2 separate regions of the Mus musculus genome follow, and region 2 is linked to region 1. Evidence: chromatin contacts called from public HiChIP or PLAC-seq data. All regions are on one chromosome and are shown on one strand. The core of a region is the stretch at or near the end of the contact, and the rest is flanking DNA. Distances in the headings are between cores, read along the strand shown. Region 1 holds the start of BC048602 (cDNA sequence BC048602). Region 2 holds the start of Vps13b (vacuolar protein sorting 13B).

What was found. HiChIP or PLAC-seq counts read pairs in DNA pulled down with a chosen protein or histone mark.
Region 2: an H3K4me3 HiChIP or PLAC-seq map of bone marrow-derived macrophages shows a contact between it and region 1, with 2.3 times the contacts expected there. The contact joins the promoter of Vps13b here to the promoter of BC048602 in region 1. A contact is called at or near these places in 1 of 15 datasets of contacts at CTCF or cohesin (large pre-B cells), 5 of 115 datasets of contacts at active chromatin or transcription factors (the SCID.adh cell line, bone marrow-derived macrophages, embryonic stem cells and 1 more) and 3 of 9 other capture datasets (adipose tissue, liver and pancreatic islet).

What each region holds. Positions count from the first base shown.
Region 1 is chr15:35,324,838-35,331,993 of GRCm38.p6, forward strand. It overlaps BC048602 (cDNA sequence BC048602), which reads right to left and starts at 3,698. Exons shown (of 3, transcript NR_045280.1): 1 at 3,543-3,698. It overlaps Gm33584 (a long non-coding RNA gene), which reads left to right and starts at 4,153. Exons shown (of 3, transcript XR_383923.3): 1 at 4,153-4,455; 2 at 4,677-4,766.
Region 2 is chr15:35,368,039-35,375,194 of GRCm38.p6, forward strand. It overlaps Vps13b (vacuolar protein sorting 13B), which reads left to right and starts at 3,080. Exons shown (of 62, transcript NM_177151.4): 1 at 3,080-3,739; 2 at 3,895-4,069. The coding sequence starts at 3,923. It overlaps LOC115488525 (a long non-coding RNA gene), which reads right to left. Exons shown (of 2, transcript XR_003951638.1): 1 at 4,657-7,156; 2 at 2,190-4,122.

The sequences.
Region 1 (7,156 bases), core at 2,448-4,947:
CCTGCATAAACTTGAACTAGGGGCCTGGGTCTAAAGGGTTCTTATTTACGTCATTAAGAAAGCTCTTTTCTATGCTATTATTCATATCTGCTTTCTTTTCCCCAGACTTCACTTAGTGTTTTTTTTTTTTTTTTTTGGTTTTTCGAGACAGGGTTTCTCTGTATAGCCCTGGCTGTCCTGGAGCTCACTTTGTAGACCAGGCTGGCCTCGAACTCAGAAATCCGCCTGCCTCTGCCTCCCGAGTGCTGGGATTAAAGGCGTGCGCCACCACGCCCGGCTTCACTTAGTGTTTTATTTAAATTATTTCTTAAAATTTTAAAGACTTAAAAAGAAAAAAAAGGGGGGGGGCAACAAAATCAAGCTAGTAGAATCTTTTAGCTAGTAAGCTTTCCTGCTTTGAGAAAAGATCTCCAAATAAGAAAAGATTTTAGCTTATCCAACAGCTTTAGTTGGTACATGATGAAAGCTAGTAACTTGCTTAAACCCTCTTAGCTGAGAGGAAGGATTGTGTATTTTTACTCCAAATCCTACCAAGTTCTGGTGCTTGCCGTCTTCTTAGAGACTCTGAGCTAATTAACCTTCAGCCAATACATTGTCTATGCAAGGGCATATAGTAGCAGATGCAACTTAATTACCTATATCTGTAACTATCTCCCAAGAGCAGAAAGAGAAACAGGACTGGTCTGTGGTTAGGGCTCGGCTGTGGTCCCTGATAGAGCAGCAGAACTTGCCAGTGGACCTCAGACTGGCTGGTCCGACCCACTGGACCTCTGTGAGTTCAGGCAGAGGCAGGGGCACAGCGGTGGGCTACGCGATGGCTCGATAAGATTATCAGCGGAGCCACTTCACAGCTCTAGATATCTGGAACCACAGATGCATAGACCAGGCAGGTCTGGATTTTTGCCGAATTCTCCATAAGCCTGGCTTGTGGCCAGCCTGTAGCCTCCTCACTCTGATATGACACCTGTCCCTGAGTGCCCCTGACTGCCATTGGTACCAGGCAGGCCCACACACTATCTTTGACCTTCCTAACGAATGGATGGGCTTCTCTTACAATCAACAAACCTAGCGAAGGACTTCCCCTCGACCCATGTAGAAAACTTAGTGTGGAGATTTCTTTTGAGTGTCCACTCGGTACTCATGTAGCACGTCTAGTATACCTGAGGCTATTCTGCACTGAACAGGTAGAAGATGAAATTAGCCTTAGGCTTAAGATATCTTATTTCAAATGAACTAAGAAATAATTAGTTTTGAAGGTGGTGACCACTTAACCAAATGCAAGTGGAGAACTTTAGGATGCAGAAAGAGGGGAGAAAGCAATCACGCAGTAAAGGTTAGAGCATGTGGAGCAGAAAGGTGAAGTGAAGAGAGAGCCTGGAGGAGAAACAGCTCCAAGAAGAGGGAAATGGGGGAAGACAAGGCAGAGGACTGGGTAGAGGTGTGGGGTGGGGTGGGGTGCAAAAGACAGAGTGGGGGTGCGGGAGAGTGGGCAGGAAAAGAGCAGGTTACAGGGCCTCTCCTAGGAAAGTCTCACAAGTCCCCAACACAGCTCTCCCAAGACCCCAAACCTCTCGGCTACACCCACACTCCTGTGAGTCCTCAGCTCTCCCACCAGCCAGCCCTGGATGAGCGCCTGGACCCCAGCACTCCCGCGTGGGGTCACGGAGGGTGGGGAGGGGGGAGGGGCGGACAGAGGCGGGCAGGAAACGGAGAGTGGGGCGCGCTGCCGGAGGTGGGCAGGGTGGGAGTGCGGGAGGCCCGGTGAGACGTGACAGCCCACGCATATGGGTGACCCAGGGGGCAGGCGCGAGCCGAGGCCCCGCTCTCCCTTTCCTAGAGCTGCAGTGCTGCGGCCTACGCTCCCACGCGTGCTCACGGCCGCGGTGGCGCTACGGAGACGGCTCGCCTGTCCCCGGCCTCCTAGACGGCGAGAGGCCCTTAAGGCGTCTGCGCTTCCGACCGGCAGGAGGCGTTGCAGGGACGAATTCGCAGCCGGGATGCGAAAGGGCGACAGAGTCCTGGATCCTGTAGAAGAAAGCTTGCTGCTGCTCTTAGCAGCGAGATCCCACTTTGGGGTACCTTCGAGTGTTTGGTGTCTTTACATCTCCTCCTTCCCCTCCCAGATTGGAATGTCAGTTCAAAATTGAAAAGTAAAAGTGAAAATTTCAGGTTTGCGGACCTCGCATTTTAAAAGGAAGTGGAAAGGCTGGACTCTCAGTTCTTGGCTACTAATAAAGGTAATAGACTTCATTAAAAATCCTTCAGGCTCTGGAACAAAATGTCTATTAAGATTTGGCATAATTTGTTGAAATAAGGATTTTTACAATACATTTTTTTTGTTTACTGCTGAGAGATCACATGTCAGTAACCTAGGAACCAGGCAAAGTCAATCCAATTTATAAATAAACTTTCAAAACATTTATAACAATACTGTTTATAATAATAGCCTTTATCAGACTATCAAAATTATATGATTGGGGTTTCGTTGAATCATTTGCTAATCTACTGTTAGAGAAATAATGCAAAGATGAAATGAATTATTTAATTTATTGCCATGCTTAAATGCAGGGCCAAATTCTAATGGAGACTAGTGTGTAAACTCTGATCAGAGATTAGAAGAAATCTCCAAATCTGATGTCTTGTGGCCAGTATAGAGCCCCCAGTCCTGTGTAAATCATGGGTCCGCCTCAGTTATATGTGGTCTAGCCTCAGAGGGATAGGTTTCCCATTAAAGCAAACAGAGCCAGAGTTCGGTTTTCAAAGTGATTTGTGTCATTTTGAACAATTATTTGGCAGTGATTATAAATGACAGAATTCATGGGACATGAAGAAACCTGTCATCTGTTAATGTTTACTCTAATGTGTACGTGCATAATTCCCTAGCATAGCTTCCATTTCAAAGAAAATTCCCAGTGGCCCTATTGCAGCATGATTTGGAGATAATGTTGTTCTGGCCAAAATTAACCACGTCAGGACCTCAAAACATTAAACTTAAGATCTGTATGATTAGGGTTTTTTTTTTTTTTTTTTTTTTTTTTTTTTTTTTTTGTGGGTGGGTCAATGGCTATGGTTCAAGCAGATGTTAACGAGTTAGGCATCTTCCCAGGCTCTGCTAAACACAAAGCTTCAACCCGGTATACATGTGTCTGGTAGTGGAAGTCTACTGATCCTGTCCCCCAAACAAGGATAAAGTAAAGCTAGGTTAAATAGGTCTTTCTCTTTGGTAAGGTTAGATTAGGTTAAATAGCTTAGGAAAATTACATTGGAAACTAAATCTATTTAGCAAATGACCTTAAATTTGTGTAGCATTATTTATGAACCTCACCAAGATCCGCAGTGAACTGTCTGAAGCAGATACCTTGTTTGTTTTACTAGCAGCAACATAAGGCTCACTCACAGCTCTAGTTTATATCTGAAGTATAGGACAGCGCCAGGGCACAGCCGCCAGATTTGGTGTCTTAGTTTGAGTTTTATTGCTGTGAAGAGACACCGCGATCACAGCAACTCTTATGAAGAAAAACATTTAATTGGGGCTGGCTTACAGTTTCAGAGGTTCAGTCCATTGTCATCATGTCAGGAAGCATGGCAGCCTGCAGGTAGACATGGTGCTAGAGAGGGGCTGAGAGACAGGAAGAGGCAGTGAGCCACTAGGTCTGACTTCAGCTTCTGAGGCCTCCAAGCCCACCCCTTAGTGAAGCACTTCCTCCAATAGGGCAACACTTACGTCCACAGGGCCACGCCTCCTAACAGTGCCACTTCCTGTGGGCATATGAGAGCCATTTTCATTCAGACCGTCACATAGGGCTAGAAATATATTCTTTTATATATTTACCACTTGAACAGTACATTTTAAGTTGAAGTTTCCCCATCTCATTCTTTTCAAATTAGCCAATAGCCACCTTACTTCGATAAGGATATCATGAAGAAAATGACTGATTAAAATGTTGCAAAGACTCTGATTAAAAAATCGAGTCCACCACCGTCAGAATGTCCTCCACAGTAAGCAAACACCACTCTCCAGAGGCTACTTCTGCTCTTTGTTCTGTTAGTTTCATAAATTTGGAATGCAGCTCTTTGCTTAGCATTTGGATATGTCTCCTTATAGATTCCAATTTCATAAGTGAAGAGAATATATTTATACATCTTTTTAATAGATGTAGCATTATTCCTGTAGGGAATTAATCTTCACTGTGGACTTCCTGAGCTTACTGTCACCTAGGAGACAGACCTCTGGGTATGTCTATGACGGCATTTCTGGAGAAGTTTATCTGAGACTTACAATGACTGAGTGGAGGTGGCTGGGGTTCTAGACTGCGCACAAGGGAAAGGGGAGCGTCAGTATTTCCTGGCCTCCAGACGTGAGGAGTGGCAGCTGTGTGTGCGTGCTGCCAGGACCTCTGTTACAGCTTCCTGGCCCTGATGGACCTTCCTTCTGAACCTGAGAGTCGTTGAGAGGTAATGTATCACACCAGCAAGTGAGGTAATGAACACAGTACCCTACATGCTTGAACTTTAGTGGGTGTGATAAACACATGATAGTAAATGAGATTTATGTCTTCCTCATCTCTTTGCAAATTCTATTCACTCCTCAACGCCTGACTTAAATGCTACATCTTTAAAGTTCTCTAATCTCTCCCACCACTAAATTCTCTAATGCCCTGTGCTCTTCTCCCTAGTGCATTCATTCATCGTGTTCCAGGTGTGTAAGAGGAGTGTGTGCTCGAGCCCCACTCTCCCTAAAGGACGGAAGCTCCGCACAGTCAGCAGTCAGTGTCTTTGTGTGCCTTGAATGGTATCACTAAATGACAGAACCCAACATGTACAATCCAGTATGAATTCATGCAAATCCCTTATAAAGTTAAGTAAAAAACATATTATAAAGTTTAAAAGCAAGTAAAATTTAGATATCCAAAAATAGCTCATTGGAACTAGGGAAACTGCTCAGTGGGTAGCCTGTTTGGCTGCACAGTGTGAGAGATGGAGTTTAGATCTGCAGTACCCATGTAACAAGGCTGGCAGGAGTGGCAGCCCCCTCATAATCCCAGCAGTCCTGGGAAGTGGGGGTAAAGAATGCTGCGGCCAAGCTGGCCAGTGAGACTAAATAAATCTGCAAACTCCAGGTTGAGTGAGAAACCCTGCTATAAATCTCTGGCCTCTACTTGCACATGAACATAAATGTATATGCATTCATATATGCATGTACCAAAATACATGTGGGCATGTTTGAGCGCACACTCACACTTACTTAACTTGCTAAAATTGGTCCTAATAATTTTTCATTTGGTAGTCATTCTACAATGCTTTCTTAGTGTTGCATTTACTGAAATTTTAACATTAATCATATATCTACAGCAACACATGTAGGGATTTTAGTATAATCTTCCATGTCTAATGAAATTTATTTGCCAAGTTGTATACTACTTCTCTACATTATAAGAGCAGAAATGGATGTTAAATAAAAATGTTCCAAATATTTTTCAGAGATGAGATTAATACTTAAGATACCCTTTTTATTAGATCTTTTCTTCATTTACATTTCAAATGCTATCCTGAAAGTTCCCTATACCCTCCCCCTGCCCTGTTCCCCATCCCACCCACTCCAGCTTCCTGGTCCTGGCATTCCCCTGTACGGAGGCATATGATAAGATATCATTTTTAAGCTTCAGAAAGAAATGAACATTTCTGTGGCAAGATTAAAAGAATTAAGTCACAAACATCATTAATGCAAGAATAAAGCAATTTATGTTCTAGCAGGATGGCTCAGTGGGTAGAGATGTGTAGCATCTAGCCTGGTGACCTGACTCTAATTCCTAGTACCTACAAGGTGGGAGGAGAAAATTGTCCTTTGGCCTTCATACATGCACACATGTGTGCACACATGTACTCAAACATATCAAAGATACACCCCAAAATCAATAAATAAACATGATTAAAAATAGAACTTGTCTAAGAATAATTAACATTGAAGTAAATTTTTTAAAGAATAAATTGAGAAAAAAACTTTATTTATTTATTTTCCTTCCAAATCTGCCAACTTCGGTAATGATTTAGACACAGTGGAAAACATTGCTTTCACACTCTTCGCTCACATACGACATACTATTTCATACAACATACTAGCAGAAGTATATACCAGGGATATTTTTATAGTTTTTAAAGCTACTATACAAAGTTATGGGTTTCATCATGGCATTTTCCAACATGAATATCATGGCACTTTGCACATACTCAAAGCTATATTACCCTCTTGTACTAGCTAATTTTATATAACTTGGCACAAGCTAGAAGAAGGTGAAATACACCCTTTCCTCTCCGAGTGTTTTATGGTCATGGTATTTTTATCACAGCAATAGAAATCGTAACTAAGACATTTCTCTTGTTCTTCCCTCTCCCCTCCCCATCCTACTGGTATTATTCTTACAGTCCCCTTCTGCTTTTATGCCAAACATACACACATACATACACACATACACATATATGTACATATATGTATTATGTGATACATATATTTAATATATTTTATTATTAAAAACTAATTATGTCTAAAACCTGGGTTACAGATACAAAATAAAAGATATTTGTATTTCTTTTTCATTTTTAAAGTCTAAAGTATATATTAGTTATTTATAATCATTTTTAATGATTTATTTATTTATTTATTTATTTATTATGTAAGTACACTGTAGCTGTCTTCAGACACTCCAGAAGAGGGAGTCAGATCTCATTACAGATGGTTGTGAGCCACCATGTGGTTGCTGGGATTTGAACTCAGGACCTTTGGAAGAGCAGCAGCCAGTGCTCTTAACTGCTGAGCCATCTCACCAGCCCCCTATAATCATTTTTAATGCTTTAAATGTTGATTTATTTTCTGTATACTTGTGTTCCTGAGTGTGTGCATGTGCACGGTGTGCACACATGAGAACATAGAAGTCTGAAGAGGGCACTGAATCCCCAGGCACTAGAATTAAAGGAGGCTGTGAACACCACGTGAGTGCCAGTAACCAAACCTAGGTCTGCAAGCAGTAAGTGCTCTTAGCTGCTGAGCCCCTCGCCAGCCCATACTCCTAGTTTTCATGATCAAGTTTCCATCCACTACATAATGTATTTTGATTAAATTCACTTCCTTTCCTGTCCTAGTCCTATTGATCCCCTTTTC
Region 2 (7,156 bases), core at 1,830-4,329, 43 kb after region 1:
TCATTATTAGAGTAGCTGAAACTCAAGTCCTAGCCTCAGAGCAATTCAGTGGTTAAAGTAAAGACATTAATCGGTAAAGACTGGGATCCTACAACTTGGCATGGGATGTGTGGGAGGACAACACTGAAGTCAGAAATTTGAACCTGTAGATTCTCAAGGGTTTATCTCACCCAAGGAAGCATTATCCTCAGCCCTACCCCTTGAAATATCATATAAGAAATTATACCAAAATGTCTGTTGGTGGTGGCACAGCTCTTTAATCCCAGTACTCAGGAAGCAGAGGCAGATAGATCTCTGAGTTTGAAGCCTATTTACACAGTTGAGTTCCAGGATAGTCAAGGCTATACAGCGACCTTGTCTCAAAACCAAACCAAACCAAACCAAGCCCCAAACCAAAAACTATGCCAAAATATAGGCTAAAACCAAATATTTATTACCTCATAGTTTCTAATGGAGTTCTCAAATTCAGGGGCACTTTCCCTGGCTGTGATAAAGAGGAGGTTCTGGCTCAGAGTTTTTTCCCGAGGTGGCCAAGCACAGCTAGAGGTTCAGCATCTGAAGAACGAAATCTCAATCAAGCACAGAAGCTGTTTCTCATCACGGGGCCTTGCCCACTGTGTAGCCTGAGTATCACATTCGGCAGCTGGCTTCCTTCAGAGCAAATCCTACCATATCAACAGTCCCTCTTACATCTTACTTGAAGAAGTCACACACTGTCATTTCTGCCACAGTGTATTTTTCAGAAGTGAGTCACTAAATACCTCCAATACATCCAGGCATAAGAATCAGGCTCCATCTTCTGAATGGGGTGCTATAAACAAATTTGTGGAGATATTTTAAATTAAGTTCTATAGGAAAAATATTTGATTTTTAAAATTTAATGTGTGTCTTGGTGAGGGTTACTATTGTTATGATAAAACCCCATGACCAAAAGCAACTTGGGAAGGAAAGGGTTTATTTGTTTTGGAGAGGATTGTGGAAGGATCTGGAAGTTTGGGTTAGAAAAGTGCCTGAGTGTTGAGAGCTCAGTGGGCTTTTCTGCTGAACCTTTGAAGATCAGAATGTTGAGGGCAATGTAGACTGTTCTTTACATTTTACTGTGAATGATTCAGATAACTAAGTGCTTATAAACCTTATGGAGGAAGTGGAACATAATTAAAACTATTTTATTACACTTATTTGTATAAGTGCATGTCAGAAGCCAGAGAAGAGTTGTAGCAGTCAAATGCTCTCTTCTAACTGTGTGACCTCCAGGAACCAACTATGACTGTCAGGCTTGACAGCAAGTGTCTTTACTGGCTGAGCTATCTCACCGGCCCTGGACATTAATAATTTCTGAGAAACACCATTCTAGCATCAAGTATTTTAAGATAAAATATTGCAGATATGATTGTAGTACTCTGAATTCTGTTCCTGTTTTATTCTATTTCTTCTTTGGAGGTGATCCACTTAACTCACGAAACACACACACACACACACACACACACACACACACACACACAAGCTTGAAACAGAGAACTTTCTCCACTTGCTAACATAGGTCTACAAAAATCCTACAGCTAATAGTATATTTAATGGTGAGAAAGTTTCTGCTAAGCAGCCTGTTCTGAGCTAGATTGAGACCTACTTCTGTAGATTTACTGTCTACCCAATTTGCCTCATGGTCTTTCAGAAGAGACTTCAAAAATATATTGTGTTTATGTATATTGCCTTAGAAAAGATGTGAGAGGTTTGGAGAGATGGCTCAGTGGTTAAGAGCATTGACTGCTCTTCTGAAGGTCCTGAGTTCAAATCCCAGCAACCACATGGTGGCTCACAACCATCCATAATGAGACCTGCTGCCCTCTTCAGGGGTGTCTGAAGATAGCTACAGTGTACTTACATATAATAAATAAATAAATCTTAAAAAAGATGTGAGAACAGAGGATCTTTGGAGAAGCCTACTCATTTGACAAACAATAATAATACAAATGAATTAAACTTACTTTGATTATAGAACAACACTCATGGGTTGAAAATGATTAACTTTTAGTAAACAAACAAATTGTATCCAGATAATGTTTTTAGGCTAGGGATTTGGCACCTTTTTTCTGGATATAAAAGAAAAACTTCATGTTTAGCACTCTATATATTATTTTAAGCATCTGAGTAACATCCTGATAGTGTTTTATTAGATTGTCACACATGTATAGATTTATGGGAATTTTAATATTAAAACTTCTCAGCCATGGATTCAACCTAGTTGCTGTTCAAGTATTTTGGGTAACAAGAAAAATGTTTATTTTGCTAATTAGGCTTTCATAACATTCACATTACATGGTCATTTATTAAGGCTTTTGAGGAAGCAGCTGCTGTGAATTAGCAATTGCTTGCTGTTTTTTCTGCCTGCGAAATCTAATTCATTATTTTCACTATTAAAATGAACTTTGGCAGTCTCACGAATACCATTTTCTATAGCAATCTCCAATTCTCTCAAGAAATAGTATTTTTTTTTAATTTCAAAAGTTTTATGAGTGGGCATTGAATAACCTATAAAGGAAAACTATTTTCAAGACACTATGTTTTCTTCAAAAGTTACCTAAAATTAAGAGAGGCTGGTTTAAAAAAAAAAAAAAGGCAGCATATCCCATGCTATTTCTATCCACTCAGTCTATTATCTTCTAAGGTAGATGTTTGAGTTATTGCTGTTAGCCCACAAGTTACCACTACTAACATCTATACATCTATTTCATCGTAACATAATCCACACTGTCCTTACCACTTATTTCACTTTTGGCTCAGGACTCTTATTTTCACATTCTCTCAGCTTTTTGGGGACCTCCATATTAGACGGTAGGCCAGTCCTCTCCATTCCATGCACCCTATGCACACTAACTAGGGGCTATTTCACCTCTGCTTTGAGAACGAGATTATGTACAGTATGGTTTAAGCTCACTCTTTTAAGCTGTTCACCCCTGATCTCAACTGTGTACCCACGTCCACTTTCCCGGCCTTGCAAAAAAACTTCAGCAGTAAATTTAAATCTTCCGCCTTTCTTAGCTCCTCCCACCTGTCTTTGACCTCCACCCTACCGAATCCCAGTTCCTCTTTCCAGTTCTTCCAGTAGCCACGGAAAACAACCGTTTCTCAATTTTCTGGGCTTGAAGAACGAAGGCTACTTCTCCCGCCTCCACGGCACCCTGCGTTCCTGCCGCCTCCGACTACTAAGCCTCTTGGGCAGTATTGGGTCACGTCCCGGCCATCGCCGTGTCCCTGCAGCGCCACTTCCGGATCGCCGGTGCTTCCACTTTACCGGTCCGCATCCCGCACCGAGCTCTTCGTAGAGTTAATTCCTAACCCAGAGCGGTGGCAGCGGGGATCCCGGCCTAGCCAAGCCGGAGTCGTCCCAGGCAGGCAGACGCGCGGGGTCCTTGTCCCCACCGCGGAAACCTGACGGACGGCGAAGCCCGCACACCCGGAAGTGGCGCGGAACGCGTGAGGCGTTTCCGCGGCGGACGCCAGGTACCCGGAGGAAGAGCGCACGCCGCCGCTCTGTGGCGTGTTTACCTTGGAGCGGGTGCGGCGGCGGCGGCAGCAGCGGGCCTGACGCCAGCTCGGTCCTATGGCCGGAGATCCGCCTGCGTTCCGGGAGTCGACCGCCTCTGGCTGGGCTGCGCTAGGGTAGGAGTGAAGCAGGACGTGCTGTCCTCCCACGCCCGGGGGCCGGCCGCCTCCAGCCTCTCTGCCTACTCCTCGTCAGGTGAGGCGCTCAGTTAGCGGGGAGCTCGCGCCCGGACCCGGAGGGCGGGCGGGCGATCCGGGAGAGCGGCCTTGCCAAGCTTCCTGAGAAGTGCATTTCCAGTTGCTGCCTGTCGATTCAGTTACTTACAAAATTTCCGTCTTTACCCTTTTCAGGATCTGACTTCGACGCTTAAATTTGAAGATGCTGGAGTCGTACGTAACTCCAATTTTAATGAGTTATGTGAATCGCTATATCAAGAACTTAAAACCTTCAGATCTCCAGCTTTCACTATGGGGTGGGGACGTGGTTCTCAGCAAACTCGAGTTAAAGTTGGACGTTCTGGAACAGGTAAGCAGTACAGCTGCCATCGGAACATCTTCGTCTTGATAGACATAGCCTGTCTAGTATGTTTTGAATGATAATAAATTTCCTGTTAGCGTGTTTTGCCTACTGTGTAGTTAGAGACTTCATTTTATAGAAAACAAACAAACAAACAAACAAACAAATACAAGGCTTTTTGCCTCGTAAGGGCTTATTCTGTTAGGATTCCCCAACATTTTTTCAGCCGATAGAAATTTCAGCTTGTTTACTCAGTTCTCAAGCACTGCCAAATATGCACACTCTTACAATGTCATATGAAACGGGGAAACATTACATGCTTGTTCTTCTTTTGGGTCAGTGGGCGAGTGTGAAAAACAGCAAGAGCACGCACATGTAAAGTTCTGTTCCTTTTACCAGGAGAAATGACATCACTCATGGATCCTCAGATTGACTAGACACAGGTTGAGAATGATGGTAAAACTGGAAACATCTTTACTAATCACTTTTTAAGGTTTTTTCTTTTTTTTTTTTTTTTTTTTTTTTGGTTTGGCATTGGAATGATCTGATGCAAATAACTCTGACTTCAAAGTTCACATACTCAATAATTCACTTACCACATTTATCAATGACATATGCCAAGTACTTCTCATATGCTTGAGCTATGTGTATACACATTATCTGCGGGAGCGCAAGAGCCAGAGAGCAGCTGCTTTGTAGGAGAGGCTTGAGCTGATGGGGGGGATGGTTATCAATACTTTTCATGGCGTACTCTTGTTATTGGATAATCCAGACAAAGCACTAAGAAAACCAGCTTTCCCCATTTTCTGCAAACGTTATTGGATGTCTTTGATATTTTCATTTTAGTTTTTAAAAATGAGAACAAATCCTAAGTATGATTGTTGAACTTTAAGTATGGAAATACCTGTGAATTCACCATCATGATGAAGGCAGGGGTGTCTCTAGCACCCTACAAGATGTACCTGTGTGCCCACCACACCAGACTCCCAAGACACTGCTGGTCTCATTTCTGCACTTTTGTGTTACTCAGATGAAGGACTGGACTTAGCACTGCCTGCATGCTGGCCAGGCCTTCTGCTGCTGAGCCGCATGCCATAGCAGTTAGATTTTCGTGAAGGAGGTGTTTGGGTTTTAACCTATTGAGCTTCAGGTAAATAGAAGTGATTTCTGCCTAGCAGCTACTGGTGCTTTCTTCTCCCTCCTCCTCCTCTTCCTTTTCCTCTTCTTCCTCCTCCTTTTCCTCTTCCTCCTCCTCCTCCTCCTCCTGCTGCTGCTGCTGTTTTGATGAACCCATAGTGCTGAGTCAGCAGCAGCTTGTTCTTTGTGTTGCTTTTGTATTCCATTTTGTAAGATGTCACAGTTTATCTGTTCTGTCAGTAGAACTTTCACTTCTTTATATTGCTGGCTATGAACATAATGTGTCTATGAACAATCTCTTGTGTGCATATTTATATACATAAGCATTAGTTTCCCTAAAGTATATCTAGGAGGTAGGCACATGTCTGATTTCAATATGTATTGTTAATAGTTTAACAGAGTGTATTAATTTACAGTCTTACTTATGGTTTTAAATATTTCCCAATTTTTCTCCTACTTGGTATGTTTGTTGCTTTAAATCTTTGGCTTTCTGATGGATGTGTAGTGATGTGCCATTGTATTTTATTTGAATATTTCTATATGTATTGGCTGGTTATGTGGATATCTTTTGTAAATTCTCTGGGTTTCTTGAGAATGTGAATATTTGCCTTTCCTAATTGTTGTGTGGGAATTTATTTTATGTTGCTTTTGGCTCTGAGTATTGAACCCAGAAGCTCACAGGCACTAAACCTGACCTGCTGAGCTATCTTGCCAACCATCCACTATTATTTCTTTATTTTTACTTTAAAAAATTTATTTAAGGTGTATGAATGTTTTGTCTGCATGTATGTCTATGTACTACATGTGTTCCTCTTGTCCTTGGAAGTCAAAGAGGTGTCAGATCCCTGGAGTTAAAGATGATTGTGCGCTGCCATGTGGATGCTGGAATTGAACCTGGCTCTCCAGGTTCAACTGTTCTTAACCACTGAGCCATTTTTCCAGCTCCTGGTATTATTTTTGAAGTGTCCTTTTCTTTTTTCAGTTTTGCTAGATTTTGCTTTGTGTATTTTGTGGCTCTTTTCTTGCATATTTTATCTGATCTTCCTGAATTAATCTTTTTAATCACTATTAAGTGTCCTGTTTGACCAGTTTTGGTTTATTTGGTGTGGCAATGAGTGTGTGTGTGTGTGTGTGTGTGTGTGTGTGTGTGTGTGTATGTAGTGTCTGTGAGCATGGCATATGTTTATAAGGTATATGTGTGTTTGAACCTCTGCATTTGTGTGTGAGGGCCAGAGGGCCAGTTGTGTCCATGCATAATGGTGTACTTGTGTAATGCTCTGTCACTCTCCACCGTATCTGTTTAGACAGAATCTCTACAGAACCTGGAGCTAGACTGATAGACATCACACAAATCCCAGCAATCCTCCTGGCTCTCTTCAGGCCCCTAGTGCTATGAATAAAATGGCTATGCCTATTTTATTTTTATTTATTTATTTATTTTAAAGCATTAGCTAAGGGATCTGAACTCAGGTGCGTAGGTTTTGTTAGTAAACTGTTACTTAGGCCTATCCATATTGGATTTTTGGTTAGGGTTTTATGGCGTCCAGGCTGGTCTCTAACTATTTGGGTCTTTAGTAACATTATTTTTCCCTCTCTTATGATGTCTGTCTTGCCTGCTAGTAGTGTAGTTACTTTAGCTTTTTGTAGTTGATATTTGCATGATATAAGTGATGCATTATTTTGTCTACTTGATACACTTGGGTGGAGGAAGCTCAGTCAGGAATTGCCTTCATTAGATTGGCCAGCATGCCTTTGAGGGCATTTTCTTAATTGCTAACTGATAGAGGAAGGCCTGGCTTACTATGGGCAGTCCCATCCCTAGGCAGGTGAGTCTGGCTATATAAGAAAAGTAGCTGAGCAAATCAGGGGTAGAAAGCCAGTAAGTAGCGTTTAGTTCCTGTCTCCAGGTTTCTGCCTTGACTTCCTTTCTTTCCATGATGGCCTATAACATATGAGCCA